Regions from separate parts of the Columba livia genome. Here region 2 is linked to region 1. The links are chromatin contacts, called in public Hi-C maps. All regions are on one chromosome and are shown on one strand. Each heading gives the region's core, a stretch centred on a gene start, on an enhancer-like site or on the middle of the called end of the contact. The rest is flanking DNA. Distances are from core to core; before and after follow the strand shown. Region 1 overlaps LOC110366305 (a long non-coding RNA gene). Region 2 has its middle 56 kb from the start of LY86.

What was found. Hi-C and Micro-C count contacts between places; a contact is called where the count stands out from the background.
Region 2: a Hi-C map of crop shows a contact between it and region 1, with 3 times the contacts expected there. The contact joins two enhancer-like sites. A contact is called at or near these places in 2 of 2 Hi-C or Micro-C datasets (crop and liver).

What each region holds. Positions count from the first base shown.
Region 1 is chr2:72,017,245-72,023,629 of bColLiv1.pat.W.v2, reverse strand. It overlaps LOC110366305 (a long non-coding RNA gene), which reads right to left. Exons shown (of 5, transcript XR_002426548.2): 3 at 5,156-5,516; 4 at 3,763-3,843; 5 at 2,757-3,331. LOC110366324 (a long non-coding RNA gene) reads right to left here and starts at 2,086. Exons shown (of 5, transcript XR_010470286.1): 1 at 1,058-2,086. Within about 2 kb of position 4,804, at least 1 of the 3 cell types and tissues checked has an H3K27ac peak away from gene starts, as active enhancers do.
Region 2 is chr2:72,081,649-72,087,989 of bColLiv1.pat.W.v2, reverse strand. No RefSeq gene overlaps it. Among named protein-coding and RNA genes, the nearest start is that of LY86, 56 kb to the left of the region's middle. Within about 2 kb of position 1,784, at least 2 of the 3 cell types and tissues checked have an H3K27ac peak away from gene starts, as active enhancers do.

The sequences.
Region 1 (6,385 bases), core at 3,555-6,054:
CCCTATGTTTCTTGTCTAAAAGTCACCACCCCAAAATAGCTTGTGATCTAGTTATTTTTATTTAGAGAAGAGGCTGTGCCTTGAGTTTGGATCTGAATCCAAATTCCACTAGACTTTCAGACTGTTGTTAAGGTAGGATGCTCCTTTCTGGCCCAGTTCAGAAACAGGATGGGTAGTAAATTAGGAATCTCATTTAGAGTCAGACTCGGGCATTAAGGTGGCCCAATTTTACAGGTTTGTGTCTTACAATAAATCAGCACCTTTACATGAAAGGGTGGGTTTGTTTCTTGATGAAGAGAGAGTTTTAGAGCTGTGTGCTCACTTCCATGTTTCAGAAAGGCTGCAGGTTGTTTCTGGGATACTGAGAAGACCCCTGAGTCTTATCAGTCCTCAGAGGGAACCATTCATTAATGAAGAGCATATTTCACTACCTGAAAATCACAGTAGTGGGTACTACCAGCTCTCAGGGTTAAAGCACTACCAGCACATAGACACATTTACCAGTAGGTCACACACAGCATTATAGCTTGCTCCATTTTGTCTCTGTGGTGCACTGAGGATTCTTTGACAGTTCTGTATTTTTGGATCTGGAAACCCTGCAGGAACTCCAGGATCTCTTAAAAACCACCTGCACATTTTCTTCCCACTTCCTCCCATTTCTGAATGATCCCTTGAGCACAGGAACTTCCTTCTTTGCCCCAACTGGGTATTCTTACATACTTTTTTATAGCTTGCTGGTTCAGCTTTAACCACAGTGATACTGGCATAATAATTAATACCAATGTCCTGTAAATGCTCTCTTAGTAAATCTAGATAATAATGATCTCTTAGTTACCAGGGCTTCTACCACACTGTGTACCCATCCTAAATCTGTTGTTTACAGAGGAGACTGACACAGCTCCAAATACACCATTTTAGTTGCTCATGTAACAAACAAGCACTTCACACAGACTTTACACACACGCTTGGCACAAAATACCCAAGTACATATTCACACAAAACAGGAGTAACATAGTCTATTCCAGTAGGTGCATCCAGTCCCACACATGTGCCTTACCCATCTCCAGACCTGCAGGAGGCAATGCAGGAACTGTCTGGAGCTGCGGATGTGTTCTGTGGGAAAGGCTGCTGCATTCCTCTTTCCTTTTTCTCCTCTCTAAAACTTAGGCTGTGCTAGTAAACAGCTCTTTCTTAAAGGTAAAGCAATGTCAGCGGGGTTAACTAACACCACCTTTGTCAGCACTTAAAACTATCTGAGAGGCTTCACCCGACAGATTAGGAAGACCTTAGACCACCTTTTTTAATAGCAGAGCAAAGGGTACAGGCGCCATCAGCAGAGGATTGGTAGCAAGCATCTGGAGTGGTTGTAGTATCTCCAGCCAGCTCAGCTGTTTGAAAATAAATGTCTGTCTGCAGCCTCACAGCACTGAGCTGGTACATCTTCGGACATCCCTTACATAAATCTTTGGTACACTCAAGAGATTTATGATAAACACTTGCTCTTTCCTTAACCTCCAAAACCTTTTCCACCTGCTGAATAACACAAGATTCTTTCCTCTCACCCAGCCTGTTCAATATCTATATAAAGCCTCTAGAGTGGCACCATGGACTGACTTGTCAGCAGTACACACATGACACCCATCTCTACATCATCTTCACCTCCCATGCAAATAATACCATTGCCCAGCTCTTCAAGGGCTTGGCTGAGATCAGCAAATGAATGAAGACAAGTTGGCAGAAGCTGAATAGTCGCAAGAGCCTGGGCTTGGTGATGGTATAGGAAAGTATTTTACATTTCCATGATGTCATACATTCTCCATCACTAGCATTAAGACTAATTGAAGATTTAATGTTCATCTGAACTCATTCATCCTGGAAACCCCAATAACTGTTGCTGCAAAAGCCTCAGTCTTTCAGCACTGTTTCTGATCAGATGACTTGCTAGACTGAACTTGGCGCTTGGGCTTGATTTCTACAACCTAGTGGGCTTAGAAATGACACCCTATACAAGAATGCTTCAGTCATTTACTCAACAGCACAAGACCACCAAACAAGCTTGAGCTCTGTTCATCGCTCCACTGACCACTCAGTCCCAGCTCAAATTGAAGGCTTTGCCCTTATTTTCAAAGCATTCATAAACTTGGCAAAAATTGGTTTAAAGATATCCACACTTCTAATATTATATTGAAATTTGATGGTTATGTTGCTCTTTAACAAAATAAATACCCAACCTGAAGGTGTGTGGATCCCAGGTTCCCTAGTGCCTATGACATGATTATGGACTCTGATCACCTGCAGGAGACAACCATTAATCTCAAAAGTGCAGAACAAAAGGGAAACTCCAGTTTTTCAACCCAGCCCTCCTGTCTCTATTCTGACCATACCAAACAAACAAATAGTCCATGACTGACAGACAGAATGAAGTCTGATTTCCAAGGGCACATTCCAGTGGGAGTTCTCTGGTGTTAGAGAAAAGGTGAGCTGAGCTGACAGTACCATGGTGCTTCTAGCACAAACAGGCTCTCTCAGGCACCCATTTGCATCTCCCTTTTAACCTTACAGGAACTTCACTTTCAGATCTGTATTCTTTTGCCAAACTGACTGACAAATGGTTCCACATTTTTGGAGAGGTGCGGAGGTATAGCCCATGGAATCACATACACAGACATACACACACAGCATGAATTCAGACACATTATTTTACTAGGAAAGTTACTGGCAAAAGTGTCCTATGTGAAAAACAGGAGAGGAAAAGAGGGAGAGAAAAGCTGAAAATGCCTTGTGTTCATTTTCAGGAATTTGTAAAGTCATTGGAGGCGGATACATAAAGGCATCCATGAACATCTGAGGAGTCACTGCCTTCCAACACACTAGTGACACTCAGGGACTCGGAATAATCAGATAATCAGACCAGTGACATCATATCAAGTGACAAATGAGTCAGTAATGATAATCAGATCTGAAATAAATTTATTTCCTCCTAAAACAAACACAAAAGCTGATTTTCAGTTACATAAGATGCAAAACAAGTTCGAAACTCTAGAAGATACCGTTTAAATACACCTGAATCAATGTCTGTAACTCACTGATACAGAGGGAGGGGACCTTGTTTTAAAGCTGCGTTTCCATGTTGCTCTTTAGCTTCCTGACCACTCCTCAGTTGCAATATATCTAACTATGTTTAAATTGCCTGCCAAGGAAAGTAAAGCAGAGGTACCTCAATAAGGAAACAACCAGCCACGTATCTATACAATGTTCAGAACAAATGCTCTGATGGTGTAGAAACCTCATGATGTATCTAGCATCACATAAACTTCCCGGATGGTTTTGCCTGAAAGGAAAAACATGTATGTATGAGCAGGGATACTGTTCAGAGATGCAAAAACAGGTTTATAATATTCCATCTTGTTTTCTTCAGCACAAAAATAAGGCCTGAAGAACACATGCCAGATATTTATTTCTGACAACTGGCAATAACTTTGTGCATTTCAAATGCCAGCAAGGGAATTTCTCAAGTGATTGAAAGGTACATAAAGGTCAAAAAGCTCAGAAGTCTTGTCAAGGATGATAAAACTTTGCTGAATTTGTTAAACTTTTGCTCCCATTAAATTTTCACCACAACAACCATTCCACTTGACATATGCCTAAATTTGTCCAGATTTTGGGGCAAGAAATAAGTGACCAAGCAAACCATCAGAAGATAAACTTGGAATCACCGAAGAGGCCCACTCAAAGCCTTGCCATGGCAGGGTTGTATCTCACCAGGATCTTCCAGTGGTCAATTCCAGTAGCAACATTTGGGTTGGCGCACGGTGCCAGTGAGTCAGCATTCTTAAGTTACAACTGAGAAAACAAGAAAAAAAAAAATAGAGCCCAAATCCCAAATTTTAGCACAAATCAACCTCCTCCCCATTCCCTCCCACAACTCTGCCCTCTTCTCTTAAACTGACAGTTCAGAAAACAGACAGGGTGCTGCTGCTTTCTGCCTAGTATCCTCTGCCCTGCTTGTGCATGTGCTTATCCAGCAACAGGCATTAATAGTGAAATGGAATTACATTCCACTGCTCTAGAGCATGAGCACAGCCCTGGGTGGGGCTGTTGGTGGATCAGATCTTAATAAGGTGTCCAATTTATAATCTAGCCGGGTGAGGAGCAACTGGCGCTCAGAATGAATAGCTCTTCTGTGTTACCATCTCCTGAGGCTGCCTGCCTGGCCAGCCTGCCTCATCCTTTCTCTCTCTCTCTCTCTCACAGATGTTACTCTTTTCACTAACTTTTTTGCTGTTTCCCAGACTGGAAATATAAAGAGGAAGGAAGATAAGAAGTATCCACCCGTATGTGGCTGGACGCTGCAAACTGCAGCAAAATGAGCCAACTCTCTGTTAGCTTAATGGGAAATAAACCTCTGGTATTTACTTAGTCCAAGAAAGCTTCATTTCAACTTAGGATACTTCTCCCAGGGACCCTCTTTGTGCCAAGAGATGTCTTTATAAGGAACGTTCTGTGGGACACCAGGCACTACACACAGTGTGCAGCCCATGGGGCAAGGAGGAATGGTCAGATGCTGGGGAGGACAGGAGATAAGCAAAGGGATGCAATTCCCAGTCTGATGCTCTCTCTGGTTTTGTTCTTAAACCCCTGCTGTTAACGTGATGCCTGGTGCCCTGCCGAGGAAGCGCGAAGTTAATGAACTGAGCCTTTCGAACAGCCAGACCAGCTCCCCCGGACGTTGTTTCCGACACGCACACCCCCGAGATGCCACCACCGCCTTCACCGCCGAGTCGGCACTTTTCCCCTCTCAGAGCAGCGCAGCCGCAAGCTCTCTCCACATGGGCAGTCGAACTGCACCCCGCACACCCGGCCAGGCTGCGAAGGGGACTGCGGAGGGGGGGGGCGAAAGGACCCTGCGGACCCGCGGCGGGGAGGGGCGGGGCGGTGGCGGCCCCGCCCCCGCACGGCACGGCGCACGGCGCAGCGCCCCCTGGCGGCACGCCCGAAGCCGGCCGCATCCCGTCACAGCGACCTGGCGGAGCCCCCGGGCCGGATCCTGCCTGACGGGAACACCTGCCCGGGCGGGCAGAATGGCACCCTGAAATGGGAGCAAAGTCACGTCTGTAATTACCCTAATTAATTTTCAAGAAGCGCCGTGATTTACCGTGCAGGTGGGAAACAGTCAGAGCCACCGCTTGAAGGACCAGCCGTCCTCGCCTGCAGCAAGACCTGCAGGAAGACTCAGCACTGTGGTTCTGCAAAGGCTGGCGGTGTGGTTGAGCATCCCTCGCTCCCGTCTCCCATCTCCAAGGCAGTTCTCTGCCCAAAGACTCACCCTGCACCAGCAGACTTGTCATAGAGCCCCCCGTACCTCCAGGAGATATATTTAAATAGATTTCCTTTCTACGGTGATGATCTAATCTGACCTCTCACTAAGTGCAAATCTGTAGCATGCTGCAATGAGGAATGACTGCTCCTCGGTACTGTCTCTGTGCTGGCACTACATTGTGCAGAATGACTCCCATCTGTAGGGAAAAAAACAGAAAAAAAGAAGTTTAAATACAAGTCCACCTGAAAACTCTCCATCATTCTGTGTTTTCCCTCTTGCCAGAGAGAAATGAAAGGTGATATGACCAGCCACTTGATCAATCCTTGTCAGGGTCGAGGGCATCTGGCTCCTGTAGGATTTCTTTTTTTTTTTTTTTTTAATAGTAGGAGCCTGTTTCTAGGACCACTGTCTCTTTTGCAGCAGGATGCTGTTTTCAGGATCTGACTTAAAATGAACTCCAGAAGACCAGAGAGAAAGAAGAAGCAGGGACTGTGCACTCGACTTCCTGGAAAAGACACCCGAGCTGTTCTGATGGCCTCCTGCAACCGCAGTCCATCCGGCTCATCCCAGCAATCGCCAGCACTGTGGCCTCAAAGGGCACGGTCGGTGGCCTGCAGCTGGCCTGGGGAGTCTGCCTGGTTTGGGCAGTGAAATGCACAGTGTTTTCAATTAATAGCCTGCTTAGCAGCCACATCATGGTCTGTGAGAAATGCTGAGTGTCATTAGCAGCCTCCTGGTCCAGAATGTTTGGGAGGATTGCCGTTCTGTCCCCATCCGGATGGGGTCTTTGCATCTGGGAGGAATGCCTGAGATGGAGAGCACAGAAGGGTAAGCTGGACCAGAGTAACCAGTATGCTATTGGGAAAAAAAATAGAAAAAAAAAAGAAAAAAAAAAGATGTCAACAACTTCTATGGGCCTAATTGTTTCTTCTCAAACAGATTGTTAGCTGATGTGAATCAGGGTAGCTCTACTGAGTAAACCAAAGAATGGAAAGGGGGAAGGGGACAGCCTTGGGATCAGAAAGGCACAATATCCCCATTGATTGCTGGCTACTGAGTAACATT
Region 2 (6,341 bases), core at 535-3,034, 67 kb before region 1:
GCTCCAAAAGCTGGTTTGCATGATTCGACCACAGAAACCACAGGATTCTTTGGCTGAATTGAGATCCAAACCAAAATCTTCTGAGTTCAAGCCCACTGCCCTCTCCATCAGAGCCTACACATGCTTCTCACCTTTCATGCTGCTGTTGTTCCCATTTGCCCATTAGGACGAGTAGCACTGTAACTACACATTGCACAGCATGGCAACCTACCTGCATCTCACTGGAAGTAACACAACTTATCCCCCCCAAAATAGGGCTAAACCTAGTTACCTTTGCCCTTGCAGCGAAATTGGGATTCAGAATCCGAGCTGGCAGCTGAAGTCACCTCCCAGCCCAGCCTCTGCAGGGCAGATGCGCATCCATACTGTCTGGGTTAGATTAGGGAAAGCCATTCCTCACTGCTGACATGTACACAGAAACTGAGTGTGGAAATACCAAGAAATATCAAGAAAAATACCCAGTTATCACAGTCCTTGCTGTACAGGGCAGTAAAGGCCTAGCTGCTTTCTGTTTAAATCCTTGTTTGCTTGAGGCATGTGTGTACACAGCTTTCATTTCCTCTCTTCCAGCCCCATGCTCACACAAGCATGCATTTCCCTGGAAGGGGGCTGCCTGGCACTTCTCACCGTTGTTTTCTGACTACAACAAGCAGCCTCTCTAATAAAAAAATAAAAAATAAAAAATATAAGAAATATATAAAAAAAAAAAGAGTTGACTGGAGTCTGACTTTCCCTGCTGGCTTTTCTCTGGTGCCAGCCAGACCCTCTGACCAGAGCTTCATCTATGCTACTGCCATCGCAGTGGCACTCAGGCTGGGTGCCCACAGCACAGCCTAGCAGGCAAAACCCCACTGGCAAATTTGGGTGAATGCTTTGGCAGTGAGTCCTTGCCCCGTCACTGCCCTGGCTGTGCTGACAGGCGAGCCCAGGCTGGGGAGGATAAAGTTAACTCCGCTCCGTCGGCAGAGCCTGCTGGGTAGATTGATTGCCGTGCAGACACATCCCAAATTTCTAAGCCTGCCGGTCAGCCTCAGGACTTGGCAATGACGCCTCCCCAGAGAAATCTGAAAAAATAACTGATTCCATAAAAGTAGCCTATCAGTGTTAACTTCCAAAAGGCTTTTTCCTCTGGTTTATGCTGACAAATGCAAAGGATCTCCCCGCCCAGCTATCGCAACAGTCTTGCCCTGTCAGGACCCACAGCTGCCGAGGAGGAGGTGCAGATTTACTGCACTGGCTTTTGCAGAGTATAACGCTGAGCCTCACGGATCAAGGGTTATGACATTTTTATGGCCTCTCTTCTCCCCCCGGCCCCCCACCCCCAATATGAATATGAAGCAACCGTAAGGAAAAACATCTGGTTTCACTTTTCTTTTCTCCACCACTGTTCCCATCTGACAAAAACCTTAAAAACTTGCCAGTGCTGTAGCAAGTCGTGTGTGCCAGCAGCCTGCAAGGAGCCAAGGCTTTTTCGGTGTCATCTCAAGCGAGAGTACACTGCCCTGAAAGGACCAGCTCCATCATTGCTGGAAGGCAGGACCACCTAGATCTCATCCCCTTGACTGGTGCACTGGAAGCCCTCATCCATGGCTAGAGCAGGCCAAAAGGTTGCTGAAAGGCTGCCCCTCCATCTTGATCTCATTACAGGCTGTATCTCTAGAGGGAAACACGGAGCACTGCAGGGAACACCGTGAGAGGAGGCAACCCCTGCTGCAGGCAGGGAAAGCAGGCTGTGAGAAGTCCTGCCTCACCTCAGAGTCTTCAGAGAGGTTCCTGTGGGGTGGCAAAACGGGCTCACTTTGTTTCTGAGCAGCGGTGTGCTGAGGAAGGCTCATTGCCCACCTCTGTGCTCAGAGTTAGCCTGCACCAGTAAAGATAAATGAGCACAAAAATCCAGGTGGAGGCCCCTAACTTGAAGGAGCTGCCTGCACAGCTCCATGCCGCCTGTCAGGAGAAGAAGGGCAGAAGACTGCAGACTTTGACGTCGGTCTGGCAAAGGTGGCTGAGTGCCTATTTCCACAGCCTGACACCAAGAAACACAGCCTAATTGCTTCCCTTAGGTTATCTATTTTTCCCAAGGAAAGACAAAATTAAAATATTTCCAGGAATCTGAAAGCATTTATCCCTCATCTCTAGGAGAGGAAGGCATCTATGCAACAGGCAGTGTAGCAGCTTTGGAAAACCTCAAGAAAGCATCTCCCTCTTAGTCTCCCATTTCAGCATCTTCAAACCTCCAGAGAAAGCCAAGTGGACTATTTGGACACACCTCACAAAAGAGGGACAGCTGCTGAGTGCTGTTGACTAACAGTGGCTGCCATGGAGGCCATGAGATGTGAGGGTGCTTCACAGGGATGAGGTCCCAGGACTGTGTGGCCACGAGGATCTTATGTTAGGAATTAGAAACAAATCTTAACAGCAGGGCACCCAAATAATGAGACTGGCCTCCAAGAAAGGTCTCTGAGGGACAGGAACCAAAAGTCCTCATGGAGAAGGATATTGAACATCAAGGCGTGCAAATAAGATGTCTGTTTTGTGCTGTGGGCTGCAAGAGAAGACCCAGGGTATTGTTTTCCAGTTTCTTTCTCTCTTTTTGACTGCCCTTCTTGATTACGCCAATAAAAAAACACCACTCCCTCCTCTTATTCTTTTTCTTTGTTTACTTAACTTTTTTCCTCATAGCAACTCTATAAAGCCAAAGCCATCTGATATTTCCAAGTAACCAAGACCATTATTCACTGAAGGCACTGGCCTGGATCCTAATTGCTGTTGGTCTCATACTCAACACAGGCGTTGTGAACAGCTGTAAAGATCTCTGTACAGCACTCCACTCATGTCAAGCTGACCCTAATTCTTACAAGCCCCCTAGCATACAAATAAAAGTTCATCAACACACTGCCAGAAAAAATAGGTGTGCTAGGTATGCTTTGGAAAGACAAACAGCAGCAAGAGAGGGGACAAGGTGGAAACACAGTTATACACCCTTTTCCAAAGTATGCTAAGTGGAAGCAGGTGAAAGGAGTCGGTGGTCACTGGGATCTGCAGGCCACATGATGGGATGAAGAGACCTTCCATCTGAGTGACATTAGGACAACGGGAACTTTCCGGATCATGTCCCAGTGCCCAGAGAATATTTGAGGAGGAGGAGGCGGGAGCATTCCCCTTCCCACATTACTCTTCCAAGCCTTTGTTCCAGGCATGCTGCTGTTCTGGTGTTACCTGATTTCTTCATCCTATTTTCCTCTATCCACACAAAGGGCCTGTGTTTCATATGAACCTCTGTTTAAGGCTAAAGAGCATCACAACTGCCAGATAACAACTTCGCGTAACACTAGTGAAGTCTGTGCTTTGCACCTCTCCTTGCCAGAGTCATATAAAGGAGAAAAGGACAGGGCAGCAAAGCATGTGACAAAGTGCTTTTGATTTTAATCTGCTTCACTTCTATAACTAGGTGAATGCAAAGAAAAAAAATTCATAGTGCAAGAACCTGACTATTTCACAACAAAAAAGATAGTCACTAAAATATCTTTTGGGGTTTTTTTCAAAATACAGTCCAAGCCAGAGATGGGGGGTGTGGGGAAGTCAAATTTCTTACCAGCTCCCTAGAGAGTTAGGCACTTATAACACTCCCTCATCTTCTATTGCCCTTATTCTTCAAATCCTGGCCATCCCCTGTGTGATTTTACGTTGCCCTCTGCTCTCCTTCCCATCTATCACCCAGCATCTCCCTTTCCCACTCGCTTCCTCCTCTCCTCTGATCCGCTCATGCATTCCAGCTTCCCTTGCTCATCCCAAAGTTTGCTGGAACATCAGCATTCCTCTGATGCCTTCAGCCCCTCATCCCACGTGGCTTGTGTGCCCTGCCAAGGGGCTCCCATCTTGACAGCGGGGCTGCAAGGAGCCTAAACCAGCCACTTCTCTTGGCCGAGACGATTCAGCCATGCAGAAGAGCAGAAACTTCGGCAAGAGATTTCAGCCTAGCTGGGGGAGGCAAAGAAGGCACAGTGTAAAAGTCCATTGCTACATACCAGGAGCTGGAAATCAGTACAGCTGGTACTGTGTGTTCAGCTCTCAGCCAAAGTCCTTTCTCCCAAGGTTGTGCTGACAGACTACAAAAACAACGGCTGAAAGCACAGCATGAAAGCAAGCGATGGGGAACTCGCCCCAGAAGAAAGAATCCATGAAGAGGAAGGTTTAACGTGTTTTGTTTAGATGTCAACACCTTGGCAGGGATTTGTCAGGAGGAAGAATGAAAGGTGTTAATCCAACATACACCTAATGCTTCTTGATGCACACTTGTATTTCTCCCAGCCCTTCCACATAAGTGCTCTTAATGACTGACATTTCAGAAGGACATCCCAGACCCACTCATCTGATCCAAGACAGGAGATATGCTGCAAATGAAGACATGTGTCAAGTAAATTTTTACCAGGAACAAATACTTGCTATTGTTCTGGATGGCTGCTATGCCACACTACATTCTTCCTGGCATGCTACAGTGGATAAATATTCTCGGAAAAGTAAGTAGATTTCTGCCATCACAAATGGCTGATAAACACTGCAGGCCGCTGAACCCTGGGTCCTCATTTCTTCTTGCCAAGCTGGAGCCTGTACCCTGGGTAGGACTAGGCACACAGCTGGCCTCTCATGTATGCTAGCAGGACAAAAGGGCTAGAGAGGCAGATAAATAACAGTTTTTAGAAAGCTATGGACACCCAGCATGGTGAAACCTGTGTTAAGGGGTACAGACACATGCCCTGTGCTAACTACCCACCTCTTCAGATCTCTCAAGATTTCCACTGCCATTTCATTTAATCTCTTGCTCAAGTGCCACGTCTACTGGGCAAACAAATTCCCTCTGTTCCCCTATGCCAAGTTTCGCTCCAGTATGTCAAAACCACTGCCCTACACTGCAGCATTCCTTTCCAAGTGAACTATTCCCCCTCTCCCTCCTGCGGGTCCCTCTGATGGCAGCTCAGGGTTGTATAAGTGCATGCTCTCTCCTTCATAATAGCAAGAACCAGGATTTCCTAGTATGCCAGAAATGATTTTGTCGTTTCTGCCTGTGTGAAAGGGGTGGGACGGGAGGCAAAGCAGCCACGGGGTTTTACAGGTCTGGGTCGTGTCTGTGCACCTTGACATCTTGCCAGGCTATAATAAGAGAGACCTGCAGGGAGCAACATATGTCAAAGTTGGTAATTTTCCTTCCTGCCTTCGCTCCTCGAAACCGCCTCAACTGGATCAACGCCCGCCCGGTTCCTTCTTTGGACAGCCAACGAAGCATGCACACCGCAGGAGCTGCTGCCAGCTCCGATGGAAAATGTACAGACCGAAAGATCACCTGTGAGTGTGCAGCTTTGGCGTGAGCTGTTCTGCACGTCTGCAGCTCAACAATGCTGCTGCTGTGGCTTTGGGAGGCAGCAGCAGCCACCTGCAGCGATGACCGGTCACTCGCAATCCACAGCCAAAGGTGCCTCAAAAAACATTCTCTCTGCAGAAGGGAGACTTTGCAGAAGCCTCCTAAACCTACTCTCATTTTTAAGCTGAGCTCTGCTAATAATGCCTCCTCCTCCCTTCCCTCCCCCACCAATTTCCAGCTTCCCTGGACAGCCACGGTGTCAGTCCACATCTGGAAAGGGCATCCCTGGACTATTTGCAGCTGGATGGGAGCCAGATGCAGGAAAGGCTTGAAAGCTTCCTTGCACTGTCTTCCTTCAGGCTTCCTTAGCACATGCTGTGCTCACACCAAGACCGCAGGTGGCTTCAGGTGGCACGTACTCGTGTGCACCCACCATGCCAGGCATTTGGCTGAGACACAGCCCTGGGGGGAGACCCGGGCTTGGAGAACTACCTGGTGCCATTCCCTGTGGGGCCCCCAGATCTGGACTCCCAAGCAGAATTATAAAACATTACACAAAAGAGCCCCAGTCTCTCGAGGTTTGCAGAGATTTTAATAACTTGTGAAGCATCCAGGTTGTTAGTTGCTTCTATAAACATAATTCAGATGCCACATTGTTTGAGGCTGTCCAATTCCTTCATCAGGGCCAAGCTAGCTTAAGATTTCTTGTGAAGTAAACCAATTAACTCACCTGACAGGAGATCTTTGAGCTCCCAGAGTTGCCAAAGCAGATCTGCTTTACCTGTTCTCCTGCCTCCTGCCTCCCTTCTGGCCAGCTACTCATGGGTACATGTTGCCCACTTCACACTTTCTAAGTCACTATGTGAATAAGGGATCTGCAGGCTGTTTATTTCTGTGACATTAATCTCAGGGAAAAAGGGAGCATCGGTGTCATTATCATGTTACTGGTTTCACCACATTTTCTGCATTGAGTGCAGGCACTGCT